Linked DNA regions of Arabidopsis thaliana: region 2 is linked to region 1. A link is a contact called in public capture Hi-C data. All regions are on one chromosome and are shown on one strand. The core of a region is the stretch at or near the end of the contact, and the rest is flanking DNA. Distances in the headings are between cores, read along the strand shown.

Evidence for each region. Capture Hi-C pulls out chosen DNA fragments and counts their contacts.
Region 2: a contact with region 1 is called in a capture Hi-C map of root, with 2.1 times the contacts expected there. The contact joins the promoter of AT5G24240 here to the promoter of AT5G24040 in region 1. A contact is called at or near these places in 2 of 3 other capture datasets (root and seedling).

Annotation. Positions count from the first base shown.
Region 1 is chr5:8,125,009-8,131,481 of TAIR10.1, reverse strand. AT5G24040 (F-box SKIP23-like protein (DUF295)) reads left to right here and starts at 4,136. Exons shown (of 3, transcript NM_122309.2): 1 at 4,136-4,399; 2 at 4,471-4,945; 3 at 5,045-5,533. The coding sequence starts at 4,146. The coding sequence ends at 5,437. It overlaps AT5G24050 (plant-specific B3-DNA-binding domain protein (DUF313)), which reads left to right and starts at 2,080. Exons shown (of 1, transcript NM_122310.1): 1 at 2,080-3,129. The coding sequence starts at 2,080. The coding sequence ends at 3,129. It overlaps AT5G24060 (Pentatricopeptide repeat (PPR) superfamily protein), which reads left to right. Exons shown (of 11, transcript NM_001203447.1): 7 at 12-149; 8 at 238-531; 9 at 635-787; 10 at 904-999; 11 at 1,105-1,503. The coding sequence ends at 1,209.
Region 2 is chr5:8,231,735-8,238,644 of TAIR10.1, reverse strand. It overlaps AT5G24240 (phosphatidylinositol 4-kinase gamma-like protein), which reads left to right and starts at 4,495. Exons shown (of 3, transcript NM_122330.2): 1 at 4,495-4,684; 2 at 5,423-6,910. The coding sequence starts at 5,720. AT5G24260 (prolyl oligopeptidase family protein) reads left to right here and starts at 351. Exons shown (of 6, transcript NM_122332.4): 1 at 351-485; 2 at 789-1,182; 3 at 1,594-1,791; 4 at 1,880-1,909; 5 at 2,009-3,118; 6 at 3,226-3,961. The coding sequence starts at 835. The coding sequence ends at 3,780. It overlaps SOS3 (Calcium-binding EF-hand family protein), which reads left to right. Exons shown (of 9, transcript NM_001203448.2): 9 at 1-162.

The sequences.
Region 1 (6,473 bases), core at 2,887-5,386:
CTTGACTCCAGGAATGGGTTGCTGTTCTAGAAGATGGAGATGACGAGGATAACTATGTCTCAGACTCTGATGAATCACTTGGAGACTGGGCAAACTTGGAAACGATGCGATATTGCCATCCTATGTATTTTGCCAGGAGGATGGCCGAGGTTACTTGCAGTCCAAAAATTGATTTGTGATTTATCAAATATCCACCATGTGAAGACTATAAAACTTAGTTTCTTTATTGAAATTTAGGTTGCTTCAACTGATCCTGTAAATTGGATGGATCAGCCGTCCGCTGGCCTTGCTATCCAAGGGCTCTTGAGTCCTGTCATTGTGGAAGATCACTCAGATATCCAAAAACATATCTCTGGTTGTATATCTACAGGCACTGACAAAAACAAGGAGAGAGAAAACTCAGAAGAGATATTTGAAGGCATTGGTGAGAATGAATCTGAGATATTGCATGTTGAAAATTCGAGAAATGCTATACAGTACTACAAGCTGGAGATAATAAGAATCCAGCTCATCACGGCACAGGGGCATCAGGTTACGATAAAGCCTCTCCCTTTTTAATATATACTCTTTAAAAGGCTCTATGGAAGTTTTAGCTCATGCATTTGGTTGGTTGTGTATTTTTGCTTTTGAACAGACTGAAGTGGAAGTGGAAGACGTCAGGAAAGCACAACCTGATGTTATTGCTTGTGCATCAGATGGTATACTGACTCGTCTAGAAGAAGATGGCGATAAACTAACTGAAGCTCTCAGATCTCTGTGTTGGAGAAATAATGGGATTCAAGCAGAGGTAAAGAAACTGGAACTTTACGTTACATTACTGGAATTTCAAAACGAAGTTGTTGTATAGCTTTCACGACTATACTGTGACAATCATGATTATATCCATATGGTGTTACAATGTAGGAAGTGAAGCTCATTGGGATAGATTCACTTGGTTTCGACCTTAGGATTTGCTCAGGAATGCAAATTGAGACATTACGGTTTGCATTCTCGATAAGGGTATGTCGATTTTCGTTTTCTATCTTCTTAGACTCTGATTAGTGAACAATGATAATACATACGATATCACTTAGATTAATGCGGCCTGATAACTCTGTGTTGCAGGCAACATCAGAACACAACGCTGAGGGACAGTTGAGAGAATTATTATTCGCTTCTACACCTTCCAAGCCGCAGAAACCAAAACAAACGAATCAAAAGGAATCTTAGAGTCTTAATAATGTAGCTACAAGAAACATATTCAAACTGCAATTTCTCGTGTATCAATGAAAGTGCCCTCACCAGTCAGACATGAACTAACACTCCTGCTAACGTTAAAGATCGTTTGTGGTCAGACAAGCAATTTCAAGGTTGGCTTATTGGAGATTGGTGTGTGTGTGTGTGTGTGGGGGGGGGGGGGGGGGGTCTCATGTTGTTTCATTGTTTTCCAATTAATTCTTGACACTGTTTATACATAAATATATGATCTTCAAGTCTAAGGGTTAATAGACTTATTAATTCTTCAAGTCTCTGGGTTAATATAGTTTATACAATTTATACAGAAGACCTTATTAATTCTTCAAGTCTCTGGGTTAAGAGAGCATTGAAATTTATCCCAATTTATACATAAATATATGATCTGTCCAAATAGTTTTACATAAATCTCATCTCTTTATCGTAACTCTTATTTTTGTATTTTGTCACTAATAACTTTTTTACATTCATAAAACCCACTTCAAAAGATTGTATCTTAGTTTAGTTGTTTAATTACATTTGTATTCATAAAGTGAGAATGAGAGACTCTCACACACCTAGAAAAAGGAAATACCGAGACAAGGACTATATCGTAATTATAAGGTTAGCTATTAACGAAAATAAAATCAGACAACGGCTAATTAGTTACTAATCACAGTAATTAAACAACTAAACTCAAAGAAAAAAGGAAACCCTAAATTTGATGTAAGCAGAGAGCGCAAGTATTATTATATAATGCAATAGAGACTCTCTCATTCTCAGTTTCTCTCAGATTCTCTAATTTCCTTGTGTCTCACGATTTGCTCTCAGAAGAACTTGAGTTTTCGATTCTATCAAAAATTCACAATGACTAGTATCTATCACGATGATGACGATCATCTCACGGCTTCAGGTAAAGACCTGTGGTCGAATTTCTGTGTACTGGTTGATGCGGCGGTTATGTTATATGAAGAAGAAGAAGAAGAACAACGTCGTAAGATTGTCTCTGAAGAAGAAGAAGAATTCCAGAAGAGAATCTTTTGTCTCTTCCCGAGAAAAACAAGATCGTCTTTGGTGAAGAGACAACAAAATCTTATTAGGGTTTCTACTTCTTCATCGCTTATCGATCTTAACCAGTTCCCTACCGATTCTGAGATCGAAGACCCACAAAACCATCTTCAAGGGCTATCCTCTTCATGTTTCATTGCCGCTAATTCCGAGACAAAAACATTACAAAACCCTAGTTCAGAACCTTGTTCTTCACTCGGACTCTTTGGTCACAAGACGGCTGAGTACCAAAAGACGGAGACGAAAGACCCACCAAACCCTAATTTCCCATGTACTATGTCTTTGTGCCTAATGGAGAACACAAGCCGCAAGAGACGTGCTGTGGAACAAAGGAAGCGTAGTGGTGGAGTCAAGAAAGCAAATGTTGCTCCTTTTTCACAAACGGCGAGAGAGACACCTGAGTGGCTTGTCAAGGTGATGACAAACATGAAAGAAGCCAAAGACGCTAAATTGATCTTTGAGAAGACTCTGTTCGTGACTGATGTAAACCCAACAAAGAACCGTCTCTCAATGCCTTTCAACAACTTACTCCGAAACGATTTCCTGACGTCTGTGGAGTCCATAATCATAAACGAAGACATCAACAACAATAACAAGATTGGAGTGGGAGCGATTCTCGTGGATCAACGGTGTAAAAAGTGGGGTGTGATGTTAAAGAGATGGGAGATGAAGAAGGAATCAGGTAAAGGAAGCTGGAGTTACAATTTGATTTGTGGGTGGAACGACATCGTTGAGGCTAACAGATTGAAAGAAGGCGACAACATTACTCTTTGGTCGTTTAGGTGCTGTGGAATCCTCTGCTTTGCCATGGAACAGAGTAGCTCTTCCCTTGCTCTCTGTCTCTGCTAAGTTTCTTGTGTCGGTTGAGACTATAACTTGATTGATCAACACGCACAGCGATCTAATTTCAGGAGATTCTGGACTTCTTTTTTGTCTAAGAGTTTGATTAAGAAAATTAGTGTTCCTTATTAGTAACTTGTTCCATATATTGTTTCAGATCATTATAACCGTATGTACTATAGTATGAAAACTTAGCATTTTTGACATGAATCTTGTTTGTTGTTTGGTCTACTTTAGTTACTGCATTGTTACCTTTCGATTCCTTGTAATATATCTCCAAGTCTTATTTTGTCTAATGAAATTGATCCAATCAATAAAAGTGTTTTTAATACATTCATTAGAAATGCTCGATACAATCAAAACCTGTGTTTTGTTCTACTCAGTAAGAATCTGATTTTGAAACTCAAGTATGAAGAGCAAAATGATCAAATCAGGAACCAAATTTGTTGCCAAGACAGGTTTTGCTACAATTGCTTCTTCAGCCACTTGAATAAGTACACCGTACTTGGACGTTGATTAGCTCGATTTTCTCAGCCTTAATAGCAAACACAACGTTTCGCTTCCGCACATCTATAAGATCTCGTTTTCTTGTCTAGGATCTTGTCAGTTTATGATTAATGTAGAAATTCTGAAACTACAATACAAAAATACAAATCCTAGGTGAATTATAGTTTCGAAAATCCATATTAAAAAAAAAAATCCATATAGATTATTTAAAATACACCAATCAAGTGTTGGTTATTTTCGGATTTTGAAAAAACCGTTAGGCAATTTGAAAGCAAAAACAAAAAAAAAATGATCTCTATAATCATACACTCATTCGAATTTCTCCTCAAATTTGTTAAACTTTCAGAAAACTGAATCGAACACAAGCAGGGATTGTTACAGCTTGTAGTACACGTCAAGTAATAAAGTCAACGCATTTCCTCAATCAAGAGAGCAACAGAGAAAGTCAACACGTTTAGTTTTAGGCTTTTAGCTCTACATTATTATCAGACCAAGTCTATAATCACTCAGAGAATAAAATGGTAAAATGGTCGGAGTTGCCACCGGAGATTCTCCACTTGATCTCCCTTAAAATCGACAATCCCTTTGATCTGATCCACTTTCGGTCAGTTTGTTCCTTTTGGCGATCCTCTAGTCTCCTCAAATTCAGACACATGACATCACTTAGATGTCCTCTTCCCCTTGATCCCGGCGGTTGTGGTGATGATTGCCATATCTTGAGCAGCCGTGTCTACCTTCTCAAGTGTCCTAATCGTGACCGTCCCCAATATTGGTAATAAAATCTGTTTCTTGTATTGATTCTTGAATCTTGATGATACATAGATGATAATTTTCTCCTGCCAGGATGTTTAAACTACAAGCTAAAGAGAATGGAGAAGTTGTTCTACATAGTTTGTTCTTAAGAAGAAACTCCTCTGCGTATGGATGCTTGTATCCAAGTCTATCTATTGATTTGCTCAATTGTCAAATCTTTGAGCTAGCGCAAGAACATGTGGCTTGTTACAGCGAATGGTTTGAATTATTTGAATGCATTTCAAAATGTGAAGAACGTATCGGATTTATGGGTCTAAACAGAGAGAAAAACGAATATATGATTCTAGGGAAGCTCTCATTCAATGGTCTCGCAATGTATAGGTCAGTCGATAACCGTTGGACTGAGCTCGAGATAACACCCGATTCATTTTTTGAAGGGATAGTTCCATTTAAAGGCAAGTTTTACGCGATAGATCGCACCGGAAAAACAACAGTGGTAGATCCAACACTAGAAGTGAATACATTTCAGCGGTCAAGACCTTGTGATAAGACAAGGAAACGTTGGGTAAGGAGACGACCAACATTTTTATATCTTGTATTTCATGCAACTTGGAACAAAACTAAAATTTACAAGTCTTTTTATTTCATTCGTTATCTCCAACAGCTTTTAATGACAGGGGACAAACTCATTCTCGTAGAGATGTGCACAAAGAGCCGATACGATTTTCACATACCAAATATCCGTGAGAAAAAGATATGGTTCGAAATATCAGAGTTAAACGAGGAAAGAAACGATTGGGATCAAGTGGAAGATATGGACGGTCGTGTGTTGTTCTTGGAGCATTATTGTACCTTCTCATGCTTGGCTACTGAAATTCCAGGGTTTAGGGCTAACTCTATAATCTTCATGGACTTGTGGGGAGGATCTAACTCATATGAACTTGAAAGCATTCTCGTGTATGAATTCAATGAGAAAGGCGTAAGATCTTTAAGAGATAAATTGGAGTATATAGAGCTGTTTCCATTTCCCCCTGGTTGGGTAATCTCCAACGGATAATTATATGACATTCACTAAAACATGCATGCCTTTTATTATTTTTGTTTTGTTTTGTATATACTATGATTTTCCTTTTGTATTTGACCAAAGTTTGGCTGCTAATTATAGTTCCATTTGTTATTATTGAAACTAGCTAGACCAAAGCATCCCCTAGGTGAACCAGTCGTCTATCATATACCGGAGATACGTTCGGAACACACATACATAAATGGTAGTGATCTAGCAGAATGTCTACTTCTCTGAAATTAAAGTTTTTATTTTGGCCGTAACTCCTGTTTCTTGTTTTCTCATTTTGTTTGCAAATTTAGAATTTTTTGAATTTTCTTAGGCAATTTGTTTTGTATCTTAAATTTTCAAGTTGCATTGCATTAGCCATGAGGGGTCATTTTTGGGCCGGCAACTAGAAGATGCCAGCTTTAAGGACTCAGTGACTCACACAACTCTAAAAGAAACAGCAATTATCAAGTCATATGGGTCCACGGCCATTCATATTACAGCTTCATATATTATCAAAACCTATTCACCTTTTCACCTATTTTTGTCGTTCACTCCTTTATAAATTGTTAGGAAGGAAGAATAAATACTGTCTCCCTATGAATATCCTTCTTCTCTACTTTTTTTTTCTGCTTGCATCATCCATACAAGGTTAATGAGAAATTATATCATCGAAATTAGACCATTATAAACTTTCAAACAAATATCTGAAGTAATTTCATATGCAATTTGTTTTTGTAAAACTCAAAATACCCATCTTATTAGTATCCTAATAAATTTAAGATAAACATATCTGATATAAATTCAAGTCCTTTTCATCTAACGCTTTCACAGATTTCCTACATTTGAGATCAAATACTCAATTATTTAGTATTTATCATTATTTAATTTCTGTATTGAAGCTATTGAATAAATTAACCAGTTAAGCTATTAGTTTGTCCGATTACAGAGGATATTCCCAAAGCTATATCTTTGAATATGTATGGATCATGTACGTGTTAAAAGCAAAATAAGATCAATTAGTCTAGCATATAATTGAAGG
Region 2 (6,910 bases), core at 3,246-5,745, 110 kb before region 1:
ACTGTATATATTTAGTTATTTACATAGCGACTCTCCATCTCACATACATAATTACTAATTAAATATTTACAAATCTAGTCTATTATTGCTTCATTGTTGTATATACCAAAATATATGATCCACCTTTTGCGGATATTCATATTTTTGTTACATGAAAATATTCGTGTTTTTTTTAGAATAACAATAAAAAATTTGTACACACATGGTTTATTATTGTAGATAATATTAATATATATCAAACGAAATTTTAAAAGTAGATGATTTATGAAAATAATTTTTGCTTATTTTAATTAGTTCTTGAGTAAAATTATTTATACATTCTAGATATTAAATAATGTTGAATTTTTAATTGAATAAACACTTTATTATATATAAAAATTGAAAAACAAAGCAAGCCGAGGAATCTCTCTCTAATCTATCTCCAAGACGGACCAAACCAGTTTTAGTTCTATCTCTCAATCTCTCTGATCAGCTCCATTTCCAATGTAAGCCCACCAACTTCAACTCTAATCTCCATCTTCCTCTTCCTCTTCAAATTCGTTTAGTTCAACAAGTTCCCATCTTTCCAGTGTCAATCGACGATTCCTTTTTCCGTTAATACGCATGTATTTGATTCTTATTGCTGAGGAATTGAAGAACCATTTTGATCATTGTTGTACCCATTGATGTCAAATTCAAGATATAATTGATTACTGTTTGTTAATCTTCGTTGACGTGATAAAGTTGACTCCTTTTTGTGTAGTGCAATTCAAAGGTAATGAAGATTCTTGTTGATGGTTATTTTGCAGTTTGTTGGAAAGTAGATACCTTTGAGAATCTAAAGGATCTCCCTTTATGGCGGATAAGGACGTTCCTTTTGGGGTTGAAGATATTGTTCAGACGCCTTTACCTGGTTATGTAGCTCCAACTGCAGTTAGCTTTAGTCCTGATGATTCTTTGATCACTTATTTGTTTAGCCCTGAAAAGAATTTGAAAAGGAGGGTGTATGCTTTTGATGTCAATAAAGGGGAATCTAATTTGGTTTTTAGTCCTCCTGATGGTGGAGTTGATGAGAGTAACATTTCACCTGAAGAGAAGTTGAGGAGGGAGAGGTTGCGGGAGCGTGGTTTAGGTGTAACTCGGTATGAATGGGTCAAGACTAACTCAAAGATGAGATTCATTGTGGTTCCTTTACCTGCCGGGGTATGTTCTGTTTTTTCCTTGCTTCTATAATCGACACTATGTTCTTCGTTAGTTTCTTGAAACCTGTGGAAATTTTACTGGAATTGTGTTACTTTTTAGAGAACAAAGATGAATTTGAACTGAATCTGGTAGGAACTAGAATGTGATGGAAGGAGAACTTATTAGGGGCATTTGACCATGTGGTTTGTTGAGAGCCTATAGGCTTGGGAGGGTTAGGAGATCTCTTAGGGTTTCGTTGATCCAAAGATATTAAAGAGGACTTGTGCTTGTTCGTCATAATCCAGAGTCTGAATCTTATCAGCTGAATTAGTGATCTTTCTTACATGTAGCATTCTTTTTTTAATGTCTTGAAATAATCTAAACTCTGATTGGGTTACCTTTTTGTATGTTTTGTGTTGTGACCATGGTTAGGTGTATATGAAGGACCTTTCTTCATCACCAAATCCGGAGCTCATAGTTCCAAGTTCACCCACTTCTCCAATTATTGATCCTCGTCTATCTCCTAATGGCTTATTTCTTGCATACGTAAGAGAATCCGAGTTGCATGTCCTCAATTTGTTAAAAAACCAGACACAACAGTTAACTAGCGGTGCCAATGGAAGTACTTTGGTAAGTAAAGCTTTTGCTACATGACTGTTCTTGTGGTCTAATCAACATACTCTCAGGAGAATAACTGTGATTTGTTTTGTTGTTGCAGAGTCATGGCCTTGCTGAGTACATAGCTCAGGTGAGAAACTTTTCCCTGAAAACTTCTCCATTTTATTTGTTCATTCTACAAATTGAATGTTATATCAGAAATAATTTCTTGCAACTTTTTCTATTTCAGGAGGAGATGGATCGGAGAAATGGGTATTGGTGGTCATTAGATAGCAAGTTTATCGCCTATACAGAAGTTGACTCCTCACAGATTCCTTTGTTCAGAATAATGCATCAGGGAAAACGTTCGGTTGGTTCAGAGGCGCAAGAAGATCATGCTTATCCTTTTGCAGGAGCTCTCAATTCTACACTTCGTCTCGGGGTAGTTTCTTCAGCTGGTGGTGGAAAGACGACTTGGATGAATCTTGTGTGCGGAGGAAGAGGCAATACAGAGGACGAGTATCTTGGTAGAGTCAACTGGCTGCCCGGGAATGTCCTCATAGTGCAGGTTCTGAATAGGTCGCAGAGTAAACTGAAAATCATCAGCTTTGACATAAACACTGGTCAAGGAAACGTACTGTTGACGGAAGAATCCGACACGTGGGTGACTTTACATGACTGTTTTACTCCTCTGGAGAAAGTCCCTTCATCGAGAGGTTCAGGAGGATTCATTTGGGCCAGTGAGAGGACTGGTTTTAGACATTTGTATCTTTATGAGTCTGATGGGACATGCCTTGGAGCTATTACTAGCGGTGAATGGATGGTTGAGCAAATAGCAGGTGTAAATGAGCCGATGAGTCTGGTGTATTTCACAGGAACCCTTGATGGACCACTTGAGACTAATCTTTACTGCGCAAAATTGGAAGCTGGGAATACATCTCGGTGTCAACCCATGAGACTTACACATGGGAAAGGAAAACATATCGTTGTGCTCGATCACCAGATGAAGAACTTCGTTGACATTCATGATTCAGTTGATTCGCCTCCGCGGGTTTCTCTTTGCTCTCTGAGTGACGGAACTGTACTCAAGATTCTCTACGAGCAGACATCTCCTATACAGATACTGAAAAGCCTTAAACTAGAGCCTCCAGAGTTTGTTCAAATACAAGCAAATGACGGAAAGACAACACTGTATGGCGCGGTTTACAAACCCGACAGTTCGAAATTTGGTCCTCCTCCATATAAAACAATGATTAACGTTTATGGAGGTCCCAGCGTTCAGTTGGTCTATGATTCTTGGATTAATACAGTCGACATGAGGACACAGTATCTGAGAAGCAGAGGCATCTTAGTTTGGAAGGTTCTACAAATTCTTTTTCTTCTCTCTTTTTTACTCAGGAAAATGTTGAATAAGGTTTACTCAAAGATGATGCTTTAGAATTGAAATGTTATCACTGATTTGTGCAGCTTGATAACAGAGGAACTGCACGGCGTGGGCTGAAATTTGAATCTTGGATGAAGCATAACTGTGGATATGTTGATGCAGAAGATCAAGTAACTGGGGCCAAATGGCTAATCGAGCAAGGTCTGGCTAAACCAGACCACATTGGAGTGTATGGTTGGAGTTACGGTGGGTACCTTTCAGCTACACTCTTGACCCGATACCCTGAGATCTTTAACTGCGCTGTCTCGGGTGCTCCTGTTACATCTTGGGATGGCTATGACTCGTTCTACACGGAGAAGTACATGGGTCTTCCCACGGAGGAGGAGCGCTACCTAAAGAGCTCGGTAATGCACCATGTCGGGAACTTGACCGATAAGCAGAAGCTGATGTTAGTACACGGAATGATCGATGAGAATGTGCATTTCAGACACACGGCTAGGCTTGTGAACGCGCTTGTTGAAGCGGGAAAGCGGTACGAGTTGTTGATATTTCCCGATGAACGGCATATGCCACGGAAGAAGAAAGACCGGATATATATGGAACAGAGGATTTGGGAGTTTATAGAGAAGAACTTATGAAGATACTTTCACAGAACCTGTTGTTGCTTTTGCTTTTTGTCACATTCTTTTTCATTTCTTTACATGGTATATAAATTATATATCATGCCTATTGAATTGGTTAACACTTTTTATTTTACAATCATACATGGTTCTTCTCGGTTTAGGTTTCTATTCAATTATCATTATGAGGCTTCATGAGTCTGCCTATTTCGTGTTAGAATTTTTCGGTTATGTTCGGTTATCAGGAATCAAACCAAAGCAACCCAAAATTAAACCGATTTAGCGGTTTTATAGATCGGTTCGTATCACTGATCCCACCAAAACGCCGGTGATTGACGGATTTCGATTTTTCCAACGACGCCACGTTGGTCATCGCCATTTGTCTAACATTGACTTTAATGGTGAAAATCTGCATTTTATGCTAAATATTCCATTGACCAAAAAATTGCTAACTATTCCATTTACACCAATTGTAAACAAAGAAATTTGACAAATGTATTAATTTGAAAACGATCAATTTCAATTTTTATAGAATTCACTAGCAAAAAGTGTTGTTGTTTGAATTTGGTAATTTCTAGATTCGTCTGATAAAAGATTTGCGTCCGTTACGGAAACGGTATCTGCCCTACCGTGTGGAGAAGTTCACGGCGTTAAAGATCTCAATTAAACTTCCGTCAAAAGTCAGCGAGGTCAAACTCTATAAATACATCCCCACAAAATTCGCCGCTGTTCAAAGAAGACTTAGTTACCACTGTTTCTCTCTCTCCCTTTTTTTTTTCTTTCTTCTGGGAACGCTAAAATTTTCTGGGGGAAATAAAATTGAAGAGAGGGGTTTTCGAATTCTCGGAAACTTGGCGAGTAAGTTTTATCGAATAACACCAGTTCCGATTAGATTCTTCGCTTCACGGATTTTTATTCCGAGGTATTACCATTTCTTAATTTTATTTTCTAGGTTTGTTTTCGATTTCTCTGAAGAATTGATTAATTTCTTCTTTTCGATTTTCGATTTTCGATTTTCTCGCCGGTGTCTCTTCCGATCATGGATGATGAATTGTATCGGTTTCGATGATCGGGAAATGTGTGTAGAAATTCGAAATCGGGTTTTGATTTTGGAGATTTATGTAGCGATTCTCTGGAGATATACTCGTTTGATGATCCGAGACTTATATTTAGTGATTAAGGATTGAATTATTGGTTTTACTTCTTCTTTGAATTTGTAAAAGTGTGAGAATTAGTGTTTAAATCTTAATTTTCTCATAAACCTAAATTAAGATTAGTAATCAGATAAAGTCTTAAAAACTTAGGCCAGCCTGTTTGGTTTTGTGATGATTAAAATCCGATTAAGACGTTGACTTAAAACTAATTTTGTGGTGGCTGTTGTTTGGTTATGCTTTTTAAGCTAATTTTAGCTTTGAAGATTTCTAATTATATATAGATTGAGAACAAAAGTTTTAAAGGTTATATAGTTTGCTCATGTTCCAACAAAAAAAAAAAAGGTTATATAGTTCATCATCTATACAAAGAGGTTGGTATTTTTTTAAAAATCTTTTTTTTTGTGTTTGATCATAATTTTTAATACCCTGAGGTTAATTAGAAAATAGTGATTGTTGTTGTTGATGTTCCATGACTGATTCCTGTGATCATTGTTTCTCTCATTCAGGTTCTTTGGGATTGATGTGATTACGAGATACATTTCAGCTACGATAATTCGTACGAAAGCCTAATCATAGGGGGTTTAGGGTTGTCTTAACTTCAATATGAACTTTTGGAAAATATTGATTGGCAAGATGTGAGTTAGAAAGCTTTTCAGTTCCAGAGTTCCTGAACCCGTGCAGGGACTTGGTCTTTTCTAAAGCTCACGGGAGAAGAATAAGGGTTGATTCCTGGGATTTCAGCCTTTATTCCCTGTTGAGCTCTCTTCATTCCCAGGAATTTAGGATAGAAGTGTACAGTTGGAATGTCAGTTGCTAGTGTAGCGTTGAGTCCAGCCCTGGAGGAACTTGTCAACTTTCCAGGTATTATTGGACGGTTTGGTTTCAACTTAGACGACCCAATCCTGGTTTTTCTGACTATTGCTGGATCTGTGATCCCTAAGCGGGTCATGGAGTCAGATTCAATAGCATCTGTGAAGCTAAGGATTCAGAGTATCAAGGGTTTTTTTGTGAAGAAGCAGAAACTTCTGTATGATGGTAGAGAGGTATCTCGAAATGATTCCCAAATTCGAGATTATGGCCTTGCTGATGGGAAACTGTTGCATTTGGTTATTAGACTTTCAGATCTTCAAGCCATTTCTGTAAGAACTGTTGATGGGAAAGAGTTTGAGCTCGTTGTTGAGAGGAGTAGAAATGTTGGTTACGTGAAGCAGCAAATTGCTTCAAAGGAAAAAGAGCTCGGAATCCCCAGGGATCATGAACTCACATTAGATGGTGAAGAGCTGGATGACCAGAGACTCATCACTGATCTCTGTCAAAATGGAGACAATGTGATTCACTTGCTAATTAGCAAATCCGCTAAAGTCAGAGCTAAACCAGTGGGGAAGGATTTTGAAGTGTTTATCGAAGATGTAAATCACAAGCACAATGTGGATGGTAGAAGAGGAAAAAACATATCATCAGAAGCGAAGCCTAAAGAGTTCTTCGTGGAGCCTTTTATTGTTAATCCTGAAATTAAACTTCCGATATTGCTGAAAGAGCTTATCAGCTCCACTTTAGAAGGCTTGGAGAAGGGAAATGGCCCAATTCGATCATCTGATGGATCAGGAGGAGCTTATTTTATGCAAGATCCATCTGGACACAAGTATGTCTCTGTCTTCAAGCCCATTGACGAGGAACCAATGGCTGTGAACAATCCGCATGGACAGCCTGTTTCAGTAGATGGCGAGGGACTAAAGAAAGGCACACAGGTTGGTGAAGGAGCTATCAGAGAAGTAGCAGCCTACATTTTGGACTATCCTATGACTGGACCACGAACTTTTCCTCATGACCAAACCGGTTTTGCTGGTGTTCCGCCAACAACAATGGTCAAATGCTTGCACAAAGATTTCAACCATCCCAATGGTTACAGTTTCTCTCCTGAGAACACAAAGATAGGCTCACTGCAGATGTTTGTGAGTAATGTTGGAAGTTGCGAAGATATGGGATACCGAGTA